2 separate regions of the Hordeum vulgare genome follow, and region 2 is linked to region 1. The links are chromatin contacts, called in public Hi-C maps. All regions are on one chromosome and are shown on one strand. Each heading gives the region's core, a stretch centred on a gene start, on an enhancer-like site or on the middle of the called end of the contact. The rest is flanking DNA. Distances are from core to core; before and after follow the strand shown.

Region 1 (7,087 bases), core at 1,892-4,391:
AACTTGTGTACACTTTTTGGAACACGGACATTTTTTGAACTTATGTAAATTTTTTGAAACGGCAAATATTTTTTATAAAATGAAAAATATTTTTCAAATTTTTCGCTCATTTTTAAATCGTGAAATTTTTTGGAATTGGCGAACAAAATTGGAATAAGTTTTTAATTTGTGGAAAAATTATCAAAAAAGAGAAACAGTTTTCGTAAAACAGGAACATTTTTTATAATAATGCAAAAAGAATAACATTTAAAAAAATGTGAACAAGGAACATTTTTTTTAAAATCATGCAGTTTTTTGAATACGAGAACAATTTTTGAAACACAAGAATTTTTTAAAAGATGAACACATTTTGGAAGCAGGAACGTTTTTGAAGCAAAAACATTTCAATATAAATTGTGAATACGAGAACATTTTTTGAAATTGAAAACAAAAATTATAAAATGTCAAACAGAAAAATAGGAAAAGGAAAAAAGAAACAAAAGTGAAGGAAATAATGAAAAAGGAAACGATAACATTTTTTATAAAACAACACATTTTGATAATGTCAGACGTTTTTCTGAAATCCGGAACATTTTTTGAAGCTATGCATGTTTTTGAAAAATGGCAAATTTTAGAAATTTGGAACATTTTTATAAAATCAAGAACATTTTCTGAATTTTAAGAACAATTTTAAATATGAACTTAGGTTAAAAATAATTATAGAAAAAAAGCAGAAAAAGAAAAAGGAAAAAACAAAACATAAAAAAGGACAAAAAATGAAGCAGAAACCGAACTGCATGCAGAGGGAGATGGGTCCGCCCAGTTGGTCCCGTCCCTGTGCATTTGCCCGATTACTTGACGCAAAGAGCGTCAAATATGGTTTTCTTTCGAGTACCACAACTGAATAAACGTCATTTAAAAAAAATTACTAGTTAACGAATACACATTCCAATGTTTACTACCACCTTCACCGGTTGCGACATGCGGCGCACTACATGCGTGCCACTTGTCGTAACCTGGGAGTTTTTCCTCTTTTCGTAGATCCGTATTTTCAAAAAAAATTATCTGCTAAACTGTGCTTCCAAATCTCGAACTGTTTTTACCGTTTACTTTCTTGCGTCGAGATCTTCAAAACTAGATCCCATGTTGAAAGGTTTTGACGAACTTTTGGTTCACGAAAAAAACCGGATGAAAAAACCATGCCTCACGCGATAGAAAAAATAATAAAAAACATGTTTTTTCCCTTTCCGATATACACGGGTCGTGCCTCTCGCGAAGGCAAACCCGTGTGCTTCTCGCGTAACGAAAACCATGTCTCTCGTGGAAAAAAGAGAGCAGAAAACGCGTTTTCCCCATTTTCAGAAAAAACACGTGCGTGCCTCTCGCGAGGGCAAAACCGTGTCTTCCGCAAAAGAAAAACCGTGGCTCTTGCAAAAAAAACATAAAACACATTTTTTCACTTTCCGGAGAGGCACGGGCGTGCCTTTCGCGAAGGCAAAATCGTGTCTTTCACGAAAGCAAAACTCTGTTTGTCATAAAAAATAGAAAATTTGTTTTTTTCTTTTCCGAGAGGCATGACCGTGCCTCTCGCGAAGGCAAAACCATGTGTCTCTCGCGGAAGCAAAACCGTACCTCTTGAAAAAAATAGAATACGTGTTTATTCGCAAAATAAAATTCAACCGTAACACAAAAAAATTCAGAAAAAAACCACTCAAGAAAGGCGAAGACGCGTGCGACAAAAAAAAACAAAATCCGAAAGAAACGTTTAGAGCACAACACGTGGCGGCAGTTGGAAACGTGCCAAGTGGCGGCGCGCGGGAGCAATCGCTGGGAGGCTCCCGTGGGAGGGCTCGCTAACTAGTTGCTCCCCAACTTTTTTCCTTTGTGTTTTGCTGTTCGAGCAGGTTCTAGGGCCGGCCCGCTAAGTGTTGAGTGGGAGCGCTTGCACTGCGAACCGACGCGCAACAACTGTAGCTCCGGTTTTCTTTTTTTATTAAAATGAACAAAAGTTCACTTTATTAAAATATTTTTTGAAAACATAATCATTTTTTAAAACTGGAAATGAATTTGCAAACGTGAACTATTTTTTAAAGGACAAACATTTTTTGAATCATGAGAACAAATTTTCAAACCAAGAACAACTTTGAAAAATATTGAACAAATTTGGGACCACGAACAAATTTTTAAATCACTAACATTTTTGAATTTGAAGGGCAAGATTATGAAACAGAGAGATTTTGAAAACCCCGAACAAATTTGGAAGTGTGAACAAGTTTTTAAAAGCATGAACATTTTTTAAATTTCGAGAACAAATTTTTAGAGTGAGAACAAAATTGAAAAATCCTGAACAAATTCATAAACTCAAACAATTTTTGAAAATAAAAACATTTATTGAATTTCGAGAACAAACTTCGATGAAAAAGAACATTTTTATAAAATGCACATTTTTTTTTGAAATAGCAGAACATTTTTTCGAAAATCTAGAACACTTTTCTAGAAAGCACAAACATTTTTAGAATTTATGAACATTTTTTGAAAACCCCAAACATTTTTTAAATATCTATAAGATTTTTTGAAAATCCAGAACATGTTTTCAAAAAGTAGAAGAAACATTTTCCGAATTTAAAGAACTTTTTTTGAAAACCCAGTACATTTTATTAAAATCCAAAACATTATTGTAAAAAGCAAAATCATTTTCAGAATTTGGAAAGCAATTTTGGAAAATACAATACAATTTTTGGAAATCCAAAACATTTTTTTTAAAGAAAGCAGAAACATTTTCCGGATTTAAAGAACATTTTTTGAAAACCCAATAGATTTTTTAATAATACAGATAAATATTTAAAAAACAAAAACATTTTCCGAAATTGATGAACAACTTTGGAAAATCCCAACATATTTGGAAAATCCAGAATATTTTTTAAAAATCCAGAACATTTTTGAAACAGAAACAGAAAAAAATGAAGAAAAAGGAAAACGACAAAAAAAGAAAATCGGTTCAGGGAACCTTTAAAAATTTCCCAAAACCGAAAAAAAAACAGGTTGAGAAAGTCTAAAAGGTTCCCAAAACCGGGATCCCCGCAACCCGTAATGGGTCGCTCCAGATCGCGTCGCTCCTTCATCCCGTGCGAAGCCCCGGCATCTTGGCGTAATGTGCGTCCTATAGAATTTTCCAACGGACGCTTACATCCAGCTTCGTATGTTGCGCCTTCATTCATTTGTGATAACCGTGCTTCATGCCCTCTTATGCCAATTCCTATGTTGCGCGTAGCGCATTAGTTAAAAGCCTATTGGTAGTTTTTTGCTTATGCACAGTTCCGCTCCATGCATAACAGGCCTAAACAAGCCTCAACCTACCACAGTTTTACCTTCTAGGAGGGAACCTTCGTTCCTCCGGGGTTTTTCCGACTATTTCTTCGGTTTTGTGTGTCTATTTCTTCGGTTCATCTTATTTAAATGCATGAAACCATTCAAATTTGTTTTTTTTTTATCAAAATCATGATATTTTTTTTAACTTTTTAAGTTTTAATTAAGTTTGTAACCTTTTTTTCAACAAAATCTAGTTTTTTTTCAAATGAGTGAACATTTTCGTTTTTGCAATTTTTTGAAAATGGCAATTTTTTTAAAGAAATATGATTTTCCCTCATATTTTGCGAACTTTTTTAAAACCACAAACTTATACAAATTAACAATCTTTTTTTTGAATTTATGAACCATTTCAAATATGTTTTTTCTTCAAATTTACGCAATGAAACTACGTGGTAGTTTTAAAAAGTCAACGATGAATGGCCCATTGATGAAACGGTCCATCGGGCAAACCTAATACTTGAGGAGACGTAGAGCGAGGCACGTAAACACTAGTGGCCTATTGATACATCTCAATTGTATCTATATTTTTTATTATTTTATGTTATTATAATATCATGTTTGTATACTTTTGATAGCAATATATATTAATTTTTTATACTAACTTATTAACTTAGTGTCGTGCGTGAGTTGCTATTTTGTGCTTGCTCTCTAGTTTTCGAGTAATAAATATCGACGAGGGCCAAAATAACACGGACATTTAATGTGATTTTTTTCTCCATGAAAAGAGTCCAAAATGTAACAAAGCCAAAAGAGAGGAGCCACAAGGCCTCCATACGGGCATGTGAGCGCAACCAAGGGCAGTCCCATGCTCCTATGGACAAAATTTATGAAGGGAATAAGAACAGGTTTTCAACACTTTGATACCCTATGATGCCCTTTCATAAATTTCATGTGTAATTTATTATAGGTGTTGCACCACCTTTTTTTGGTCATGCCCATGTAATTTTGATAAACTCTTATTAGGTTGTTTGTAGAGTCCGCATTATAGGGTAAAATTTAGGATATATCCCCTAGAGGGAATGATATCACTTGTTATTTATCTCGAGGTTTGTAATTATGTTTATATTTCATGCTATAACTGAAATGGTCCTTGAGCTTCTATATCCATAAAATCTCAAAGGGAAACCTATATGCACGTATGGACTAATAAGCGGTAAAATGTACTCCTAGTATTTCCTCTAAGACTAACTCAAGTGTTGCATAATGGTCACATTTTATTGATCATGGGCATGACTATGCCGACAATTTTGAGGACACAATGTTAGAATGACCTTGTATTGAATTGACCCAATTGATGTCATGCTACGAGATACATTCATCACGAGTTAATGGTTTTATAACATAGAGAAAGTTAGCGTTTGCATAATTTCTTAGACCATGAGAGTATCAAATTGCTTCGTGCTTACTTCATGAACTTTGGAGTTAGTTAAACGTCATCTGTTATAGGGTGGTTATTAAGACAACTTTCGGGATTTTGGAAAGGTATGACAAGGGACTTGATAACTCAAGATTGGGTTTTGCTCCTCCCGCAATGGAGAGATATTCTTTGGGTCTCTATTAAAGTATCCGTCATCATCTCGCCACACACAATGTGATTTGATAATGGGGATGCCGGAACATGTGAACGAGAAAAAGGGAAAAACGGTAACAAGGAAACTCGCATAGTGAACAAGTTTTTGATCCACGAGAATGCCATTAAATTTCACCTTAGGTATTTTTAACATATCCTGAAGCGACAAAGACAACATTTGGTAATTACAGGTTCACTCGAATATTCATTCGTGTGAGTATTGGGATAAATATGGATGTCTATGGTTCCACTATTGACCATTGATTAAAAGAGTTCCGGTCATGCATATACTTCAGCGAACCCTAGAGGGTCACACACTTAAGGGTCATATATCTGCTAAGTAATAGACATGGAGTCTAACAAATTGTTGCCAGAAAAGTTTTGAGAGAGAAAACATAAATGCTTTGAAGATAAAACCTCATATGGCAAATGTTCCAGAAAACACCTAGATTTATTTTAGGAGGTGCTAGAAATGTTCTATATCGCTTGGAATTTTTTAGATTAAACAAATGCTCAAAAATACTTCATGAGAAATTGTAATGAATAGTGGAACACTATTAGGGTGCAACCCCCTTTTGGTGGCTTTTTGGAAAGCCACCTTTCGGGACTTGCCCCAAAGTCAATGGTGATGTCATGGGTAGGTAGGACCCCCCTTTGGGGGTCCCCACACATGGTGGTTGTCCCAAGTAGAAGCTCCTCCATGGATCTCCATTTGCCCTCCCCCTTTTGTGGCTTTATGGTGAAAACATGCCAAGTTTTTTTGGGTATTGTCCCGTGGCCTCTTCCCCTTTCCCTCCACTATAAATAGAGGTGGATAGAGCTCTCCATTCTACACTAGTTCTCTCTCAACACATGCCATGCTATGATCTGGCTTTCTATCTGTCCTTTGAGGAAATAGTTTCGCATGCCAAAAGGTTGTGTATTCTTCGGTACAGACTAGTTTTGGACGATGAAGTCGTGGTGGATAGTTAAGACCAGATGGGTGCAACCAGTTAGAGAGGTAATGATAGAGGCGAGGGTGTCCCGATATTTCGATGAGATGGTGGCTATCGACTTGGTGTAGACGACTTTGACGATCCAACTACAAACGTGCACGACGTTGCGCCTTAGCAATCGCTAAACCAACTCCAAGAGGTTATTGCCCACGCGGGAGCACAATCAACCTTACCACAAAGGTGTCTTCCTACAAGCAATCAAAGAGCAAGAAAGAATATGATAAAAGCAATCTGAATATTGCGAATATATATGAAGTATTGATAAGGTTGGGGATCCGAAAACAGTCTTGGTCTGGTCATTGGACACAAACGAAGTACACGAAGGTGCAATGACTAACTTTTAACTAAAGAAATCCCCAACAAAAAGCTACCAGGTTGATCTACTTATATAGGAGCAAGGGTGGTGGCCAAGGAGGTGGGATGATGCCCCAAGGCAGACTGAAACTAACCCTAGGCCGTACAAGGCCTATGGGCCGAAGTGGAGGTGATGCAACACCTTTGGACTTGTAGTTTGACTCGGATTCTACTGCAACACCATATTGTTTCGTCAATATCTCCCTTCTCCCAAGGAATTTTGAGGTGATTACAATTGGGCTGGAATGTACATAAAATCTACTTTCCAACAAAAAAGAATCATCCAATTCGGAGTCCATATGAAAAAGTTGTTGACGTTTTGAGATACGTATGTCTGCGCAGTCCGAATCGGAGTCCAAAACGTGAGAGACTTGGACTTTATCTTCTCTTGAACTAAAAGTGACGCGAGAGAACTTCTTGAACAACACATAATCATTTACTTTGATGTGAGAGGACTTCTTGAACAAAACTTAATCATTCCCTCTTTCTTTATCTTCACACGTGGTTCGTGCAAGCGTTCAACAATTCTGCATTTACGCATGGAGTAAAAATAGGTGAAGTATTTTTATTTCAGATAACATAAATAAATTATTGCATTATTATTATAAGAAATCACCTCACAAATATGTAAATATGAAATATTTTTGGTCGTATCCAAGGTAGCCATGTCCTCATCAGGTAATAGTTTTGATCTTATTTTGAGAAACAAGCCGAGGTTCTGTTTGAAAGCCTCCCGAAGGGTTGTTCGAGGGATTGTCTGTAATTTTTTCCGAATTCTGTCTGAACACCTCCCGAAGGGCTGTCTGAGGGATTGTCCATG
Region 2 (7,087 bases), core at 3,310-5,809, 400 kb after region 1:
AATGAAATAAGCAACAAATATGCAAATGATTTAACAATTTTGAATTGCTTTTTTTTTATACAATTTTGCATCGCTGATGATAATGCAGATGATAATGCTAGTACGCATGCCACTATATAGTCCAAATATCATCAAACTTTTTAAGAGTGTACCCCCTCTATTTCATATAATTGTCTGTATTGACTATAAGACCTCTATGACAACTTTGTCAATTTTAACATATGTGTCAACTCAGTCTTTTGAAAATGCTCATGGGGATAGAATTTGCTTGCATAAAGGTGGGTGTATGTGTGTATGTATGAGCATCTACATTTGCATGTTAAAAAAAATTTCAAAATTCGCAAATATCATTACTATGCACGCATAACTTTAGTATTAATATGCCACTCCCTCATTTTCGAAATATAAGTCGCACCTCATTTTTTTTAGTCTTCATCGCCTAACTTTGAATCTAATACGTACTACTATTTTGACTACAAAATATGAAGAAAGAGCAGAATGGGGAAAGGAAATCAATGGCACGAGAGGTCATACTTTATAGCTACCTTACAGTTGGAACGTTATCGTACAGACAAAAATACTGGCATACTGTACTGACTCATTGTTTGCATAAATGAACATAGAAAATAAAAACAATGTTACCATAAAAATCACCAAATTATGATACAACGCCCAGTTTATAACGTTTTTTTGATAAAGCGCCAGTTTATAATGTAATTAGGAGAGAACACGACTTATTTGGCATTACCATGGATGGAGCACTATGAACCTGGTGATAACACAATGAACTTGGGTCACAGATCACAAAAAGAGTAGACTGCTTTCATGCTAACACAAACTCAAAAAACGGCAAAATGTTAGATTCAAGTGCTCAATTGGCACAACTATAAAATTGATCTTCCTACCCAATTGATTATCAATTTTATAGTTGTGGGCTCCTTTTCTAAAAATAAAAAAAAATAGTCGTGCCAATTGATCTTCCTACCCAATTGATTGTTAAAAAAAAAGAGACCAAACTGATAACGGAAATTGATCTTTGTAGCCGGTTCTTACTCTCACCAAATCGAGACTGCAAAAGTCCGAATACAACGGCCTGATAACTTTTAGCCATTCAACGCGGTTGACCAAACTGTCTGGACCGGTCCCGACGTTCAAAATCCCACAAACCAGCATCAAACAGGGGAGATTGGGCTAGACTGTGATAAATCGGGCGAACCGGGAAACCCCTCTCCTGTCGCGGTTGCTCTAAAACCCTCACACCATGCATTCACTCAACCTTGACACATAAACGCCACCCACATTCCCACTGTCCGGCTACTGAGAAACCTAGTCCTACTCGCCGACCCGCTTGCCCCGACTATTAAAGTCGCTAGGCCACAAATACAAGTCATCAGATCGGGATCTTTTGATCGTCAGATCTCTTCTCTCGTCCTCAACTTCAAGCCACGAACGTAAGCGCCTCGCCAGCCATCCTCGTCCAACATGCAGCAGCGTTCTCCACCCCTTCCCTCTCCCCCTTCCCCCCGGCGGTCGAGGGGTTCTTCTCCCGTCGCCCCCTCTTGCCGGATGTCCTCGCCGTCGGTCGCCGTCCTTGTAGAGCCAACAAACGAGAGCACCTTGTTGGCCGTCCTTGTAGAGCCAACAAAAGAGAGCACGTTGTAGGCCGTCCGTTGCAGCTTTTTTCATCAACAGTTATAACATTCTGCCATGTCAATGATCGCTTGCAGCTTTTTATATGTCTGATTGCAACTTTTTCATCAACGATTGTAACATTTTATGTCAACAGGTTGTAGCATTTCGCCATGGCAATGACCGCTTTCAGCTTTTTATATGCGTGGTTGAAGCTTTTTCATCTGGGTTTGAAGCTTTTTCAAATAGCCGTTGCAGCAATTTTGGGTGTCGTTTGCAACACTTGTACACGTGCAGCCCGGCCATGGCGACAGGCGACGAGGACGATGTGCGGATGCTGGATCCGACGATGCGGGTGGCCGACGGGAGCGGGAACTGGTGATGCAGGCGACCAACGGGGGCCGGGACCGGCGATATTGGTGGCAGCAGCGCAGGGGAGCGCAGATGGTGGCCTCCCTTGACCATGTGCCCCACCACGCGCGAGGATCGTTCCACCAGGATGAGAGGAGATCGCAGGATGAGAGGAGATCGCACGGATCGCGTGTGTCCGGCCGAACGTTCGGCCGACGCGCTGGCGGAAAACGTTTCCCTATCCTTTTCCTCTCCAACCCATCGCAACCCACCACACCTCCACCACCGGCCGCCACGAGGGTAAGACGTCGGACGCCTCTTGCTGGTGGCCGACGAGCGGCTTCGAATCACGAGGAGCTTCGGATCGAGTTGGCGTCGTTGCCCATGGTATCCGGGCCGCTCATCACACACAAAGTCTCCAAAGTCAAGTCAGAGCTGATCTCTTCGGACAACGAGGATGTGAAGACGGCACCCCTGCTCATTGTTGCTACTGCGACTGACGACGAGTCCGCGCGACATATGGAGATTGCACTCCAATAGTCATTGACCGATCGTAGTGATGCGTTCTCGTCTCCTCCATGAAACCAAGACGTCCAAATCGGACGCCGCATGAAGGAGGGGCTAGACTCCCCACCTTTGAAGGAGGAGCCACCCTCCCACAGATGCTTGCTGCACAGTCGGGGGCGGTTGTTCGCCGTGAAGGAGGAGCAGTCTTCATTGCCATCAAAGCCACACCCGCGCGTGGAATACTACCCTCAAGGTGCCAGAGCGGGGGCGCATCCTCCTTCGCAACCAACAAATGCCTCTGCAAGGTGGCGTGCCACGAGCAGCATAATGCAATGCACGCGACGACATTTTTGAGGAGTGTGTTAAACTTCATTACTAGCCAATGGCTCAAGAGGCCTATACATGGACACATAGGGGGTGGCAGTAATTTTTGAATAAACTGCGAAAGCCAGGAGTTGAACTCAAGATCTTAGGCTCTGATACCATATTATGCTTCATGCATTAGCCAACGCAAACAAAAGTCCAAACGGATGAAAAGGGCTAGGCAATCCCTATATACACTTCAACAGAGCGAGACGACGCTGGCCTGGGTGCTCGCGGAGGCTTGGACCATCTGTCGGTTCAAGACGATCGAGCACCCAGGCCCCCGCCACCCGCGCCGGCTCAATGACCAACTCCTCCACATGAGGCTGGTGCAATCTGAGGGCGCCGCCTTCATCTGAGCCGCCGACGTCGCCGCCTTCATGAGGAGGATGCGGCATGATTGTTGATGTGCCATTTGTTTGTGTGAACTTTTATGTTATGAATTTGGTTGGATGATTTTGAACATGGTTAGATGATGATGTGATGTGGCATGATTTCGAACTTTTATGTCATGATGAACTTGGTTGGTTATTTTAAGCTATGCTATGTCTTGTTTTGATATTTAAAATATCACCATATTATCAAAAATGAATATATTACGAGTGGCTGCTCGTGCATTGTAGTTTAACAAGCGTGCTGAAGTGGCTCGCGCGCTGTTGTTTAGCACGTCTGTTGAAACGGCTCATGTGTGTTATTTTTTGCAACGATCGCTGGAGTCAGCGCTCTTCGGCACGCTAAAAACCCTTATTTCGACCCGTCAAACTTTTTCTAAAGACATGAAACGGTTACGGGGCTGTTGAAGATGCTTTAAGGCAAAGCAAAGTCCAACTTTTTTTTATAAAGGACAAAAATGGAGGGGAAAGGAAAGAGAGAGAGAAAGAGAGGACGAGTTGGTACTACTACTACGAACTGTGATATGCTACTAGGGATTGGGGCCTCTTCTTTTCTTTTCCAACCTTTGATTTTTATTCATTCTCTTGTTCCACGGTGATCATATCTAGACGAAAATTAATAAATAAGCCCAATCCCAGATCCCCGACATATCCAGCTCACATCCAAAGCACAAATCGGAACCACAGAAAGTAACCAATAGAGTAATAGTAACTGACACAAAATCGCTCTGAAATTAAGCAAGAAATCGAGCTGCACCTGTCCTTGAGAGCTGGCTCCCAAGCCTCGGCTATTCTTCTTGCTCGCCCCCAAGAAGCAGCAGATCGATCGAGCACTATAGCTCAGCAGCAGATCGACTGAGCACTATAGCTCAGCCAGGCTACATGCAGCTCCTCCTCCGTGGCTGGCCGACGACGCCGGTACCCGGCTCGCCTGCAGGCAACCCATCGGTGACCCCGGCGCAATTCATGGCCGCCGAAGGCCGAGTCGATCCAAGGGGGAGAAGACAACGAGCTGGATGGAGCTAGCTAGCGAAGAGCAAGAAGAGAGCTGCTAGTAAGCGATAGAGAAGAGAGGGGATTGGGACGACGACGACGACGACGACCGCGGGCACTTATACTACCCTCGGAGGAATGCTAAGGGAAAGCCATTCATTGGCTTTAACTAATCAGTGGAGTAGGCAGGCAAGGCAGATCAGCTGGATTGGAGGAAGCAACCGGTGATTAGTATGGGGTAGTAGTACTAACTAATGAAGCCGCTGATTGGACTTGGGGTGGATATGGAGAGGTCGATACCGTACGTGATGACGAGCGGTGCTAGCTGGACTCCATAGCGCCCACTTGCGACCTCGCTTTCAGACAGCCAGGCATTGAGCAGCGACCGGCTTAAGTCAATACTCAATGATCCCTCCGGGTCAGTTTAAAGCATCTACATGTACGGCTAGCGATCCAGTCCCTCAAACGCTCACAATTACATCCCCGTTCATTGACCGAACATGTCTTAAATTATGTTTTTTATATCTATACTTTTCATATCAGATATCGTGTATTCATATTAGCTCACACGCTAGGAAATTAAGAAAGATATGTACATTTCAATAATCAAAAGATCTAGATGGATAGTAAAAAGTACTCAAAGTTCACATAATCCACATACAACGGACTAGGTACTAAATAACTACAACTTAAACAAGTGAGACGGCGAAAATTCACCACTTTCTCGCCGGACCTTTGCCCTTCCGACCACAGGCATAACTGTAGGCGTCCACGGCTGGTGGAGGGTCTTCCTCGTCAAAGGAGGAGGTGCAGCTGTGGCCGCCCCCTTGTCGGAGTCCGAGTCGGAGAGGACGATTAACCAGTTCATCCGACGGACGGACCTATCCTGCTGCCGCTTCAATTTGGTGACCCGAGCCGCCTCCTTTGCTGCCTCCTTCGCCTCGCACTCCGACTGCTCAATTGCAAGGAGGAGCACCTTCGGGTTCCTCCATCGTAGACGGCGAGTGTCCGTCTCCACCGCCGTGAGGGGACGGCTGTAGACCCATGCGAGGAGCTACACGTCCTCGTCGAGCACCGCCTGCAACCCTCAGCGACAGCCGACAGCGCGTGGACTGTTATGCCTCGTCCCTCCCCCTTGCCCGCTGTCTGTCGCAGTGGGCGACACGTGCCTTTGATTCCGGAGCACGCATGCGGGCCGGCAGAGCGGGGGCACTAATAACCCACAAGTATATGGGATCGCGATAGTTTTCGAGGGTAGAGTATTCAACCCAAATTTATAGATTCGACACAAGGGGAGCCAAATAATATTTGCAGGTATTAGCAACTGAGTTGTAAATTCAACAACGCTTGGAGATTTAGTACCTGCATCACAATGATCAGTAGCACAATAATATGATAGTTTTGATACCAATGGTAATAGTAGCAGCAGTAATGATAACAGTAGCAGCAGTAATGGTAACAGTGATATAAGTTTTGTAGCAGTTGTAACAGTAGTAGCAATAATAGTAACTTAGCAAGCACAATATGTAGAAAACTCGTAGGCAATAGATCGATGATATTGCTGGATAATATTCATCATATAACAGTCACATCATATGGCGACACAGAACTAGCTCTCGTTCATCGATATAATGTAGGCATGTATTCTGTAAATAGTCATATGTGCTTATGAAAAAGAACTTGCATGAAATCTTTTGTCATGCCCTTCCGTGGCAGCGGGGTCCATAAAGAAACTAAGTGATATTAAGTCCTCATTTTAATAGAGAACTGGAACAAAGCATTAACACATAGTGAATACATGAAGTCCTCATACTACGGTAATCACCGGAAAGAATCCCAATTATTTTCACTTTGGGGTATGCGGATCTTAACACGTAGTAGGTGCATATTGTTGGAAATATGCCCTAAAGACAATAATAAATTGGTCACTATTATATTTCCTTGTTCATGATAATCGTTTATTATCCATGCTAGAATTGTATTGATTGGAAACTCAAATACATGTGTGGATACATAGACAACACACAGTCCCTAATGACTCTTTAGTTAACTAGCTCGTTGATCAAAGATGGTCAAGGTTTCCTGGCCATAGACAAGTGTTGTCACTTGATAACGGGATCACATCACTAGGAGAATTATGTGATGGACAAGACCCAAACTATGAACGTAGCATATGATCGTGTCAGTTTGTTGCTATTATTTTCTACATGTCAATGTATCTGTTCCTGTGACCATGAGATCATGCAACTCCCGGACACCGGAGGAATACCTTGTGTGTAACAAACGCCACAACGTAATTGGGTGACTATAAAGATGCTCTACAGGTATCACCGAAGGTGTCTGTTGGGTTGGCATCGATCAAGACTGGGATTTGTCACTCCGTGTGAAGGAGGGGTATCTCGGGGCCCACTCGGTAATACAACATCACAATAAGCCTTGCAAGCAATGTGACTAAGGAGTTAGTCACGTGATCTTGTATTAAGGAACGAGTAAAGAGACTTTCCACTAACGATATTGAACTAGGTATGGACATACCGGTGATCGAATCTCGGGCAAGTAACATACTGCTATCCCACAGACAACAACGCCAGAAGTTGACACGTTGACAAAGGTTGGGCTTGCGTTGGTTCTTCCCTTGAAGAGGAAAGGGTGATGCAACACAGGAGCAGTAAGTATTTCCCTTAGTTTGAGACAAAGGTATCGATCCAGAAGGAGGGTCTCGTCAAGTCCAGAGTACCTGCGCAAACACAAACAAGCTTGCACCCAACGCTTCAAAGGGGTTGTCAATCCCTTCAAGATTGTTTACAAAGTGAGATCTGAAGGCGGAAAGTGCAACGAAGTAAAAAGTGTAA

The links. Hi-C and Micro-C count contacts between places; a contact is called where the count stands out from the background.
Region 2: a Hi-C map of leaf shows a contact between it and region 1, with 2.8 times the contacts expected there. The contact joins the promoter of LOC123403636 here to the enhancer-like site in region 1. A contact is called at or near these places in 3 of 6 Hi-C or Micro-C datasets (leaf and seedling).

The regions. Positions count from the first base shown.
Region 1 is chr6H:493,675,345-493,682,431 of MorexV3_pseudomolecules_assembly, forward strand. No RefSeq gene overlaps it. Among protein-coding and RNA genes, the nearest start is that of LOC123403216, 13 kb to the left of the region's middle. Within about 2 kb of position 3,142, at least 2 of the 3 cell types and tissues checked have open chromatin away from gene starts, as enhancers often do. A contact at or near this core is called in leaf, where this site is marked.
Region 2 is chr6H:494,070,414-494,077,500 of MorexV3_pseudomolecules_assembly, forward strand. LOC123403636 reads right to left here and starts at 4,560. Exons shown (of 3, transcript XM_045097558.1): 1 at 4,000-4,560.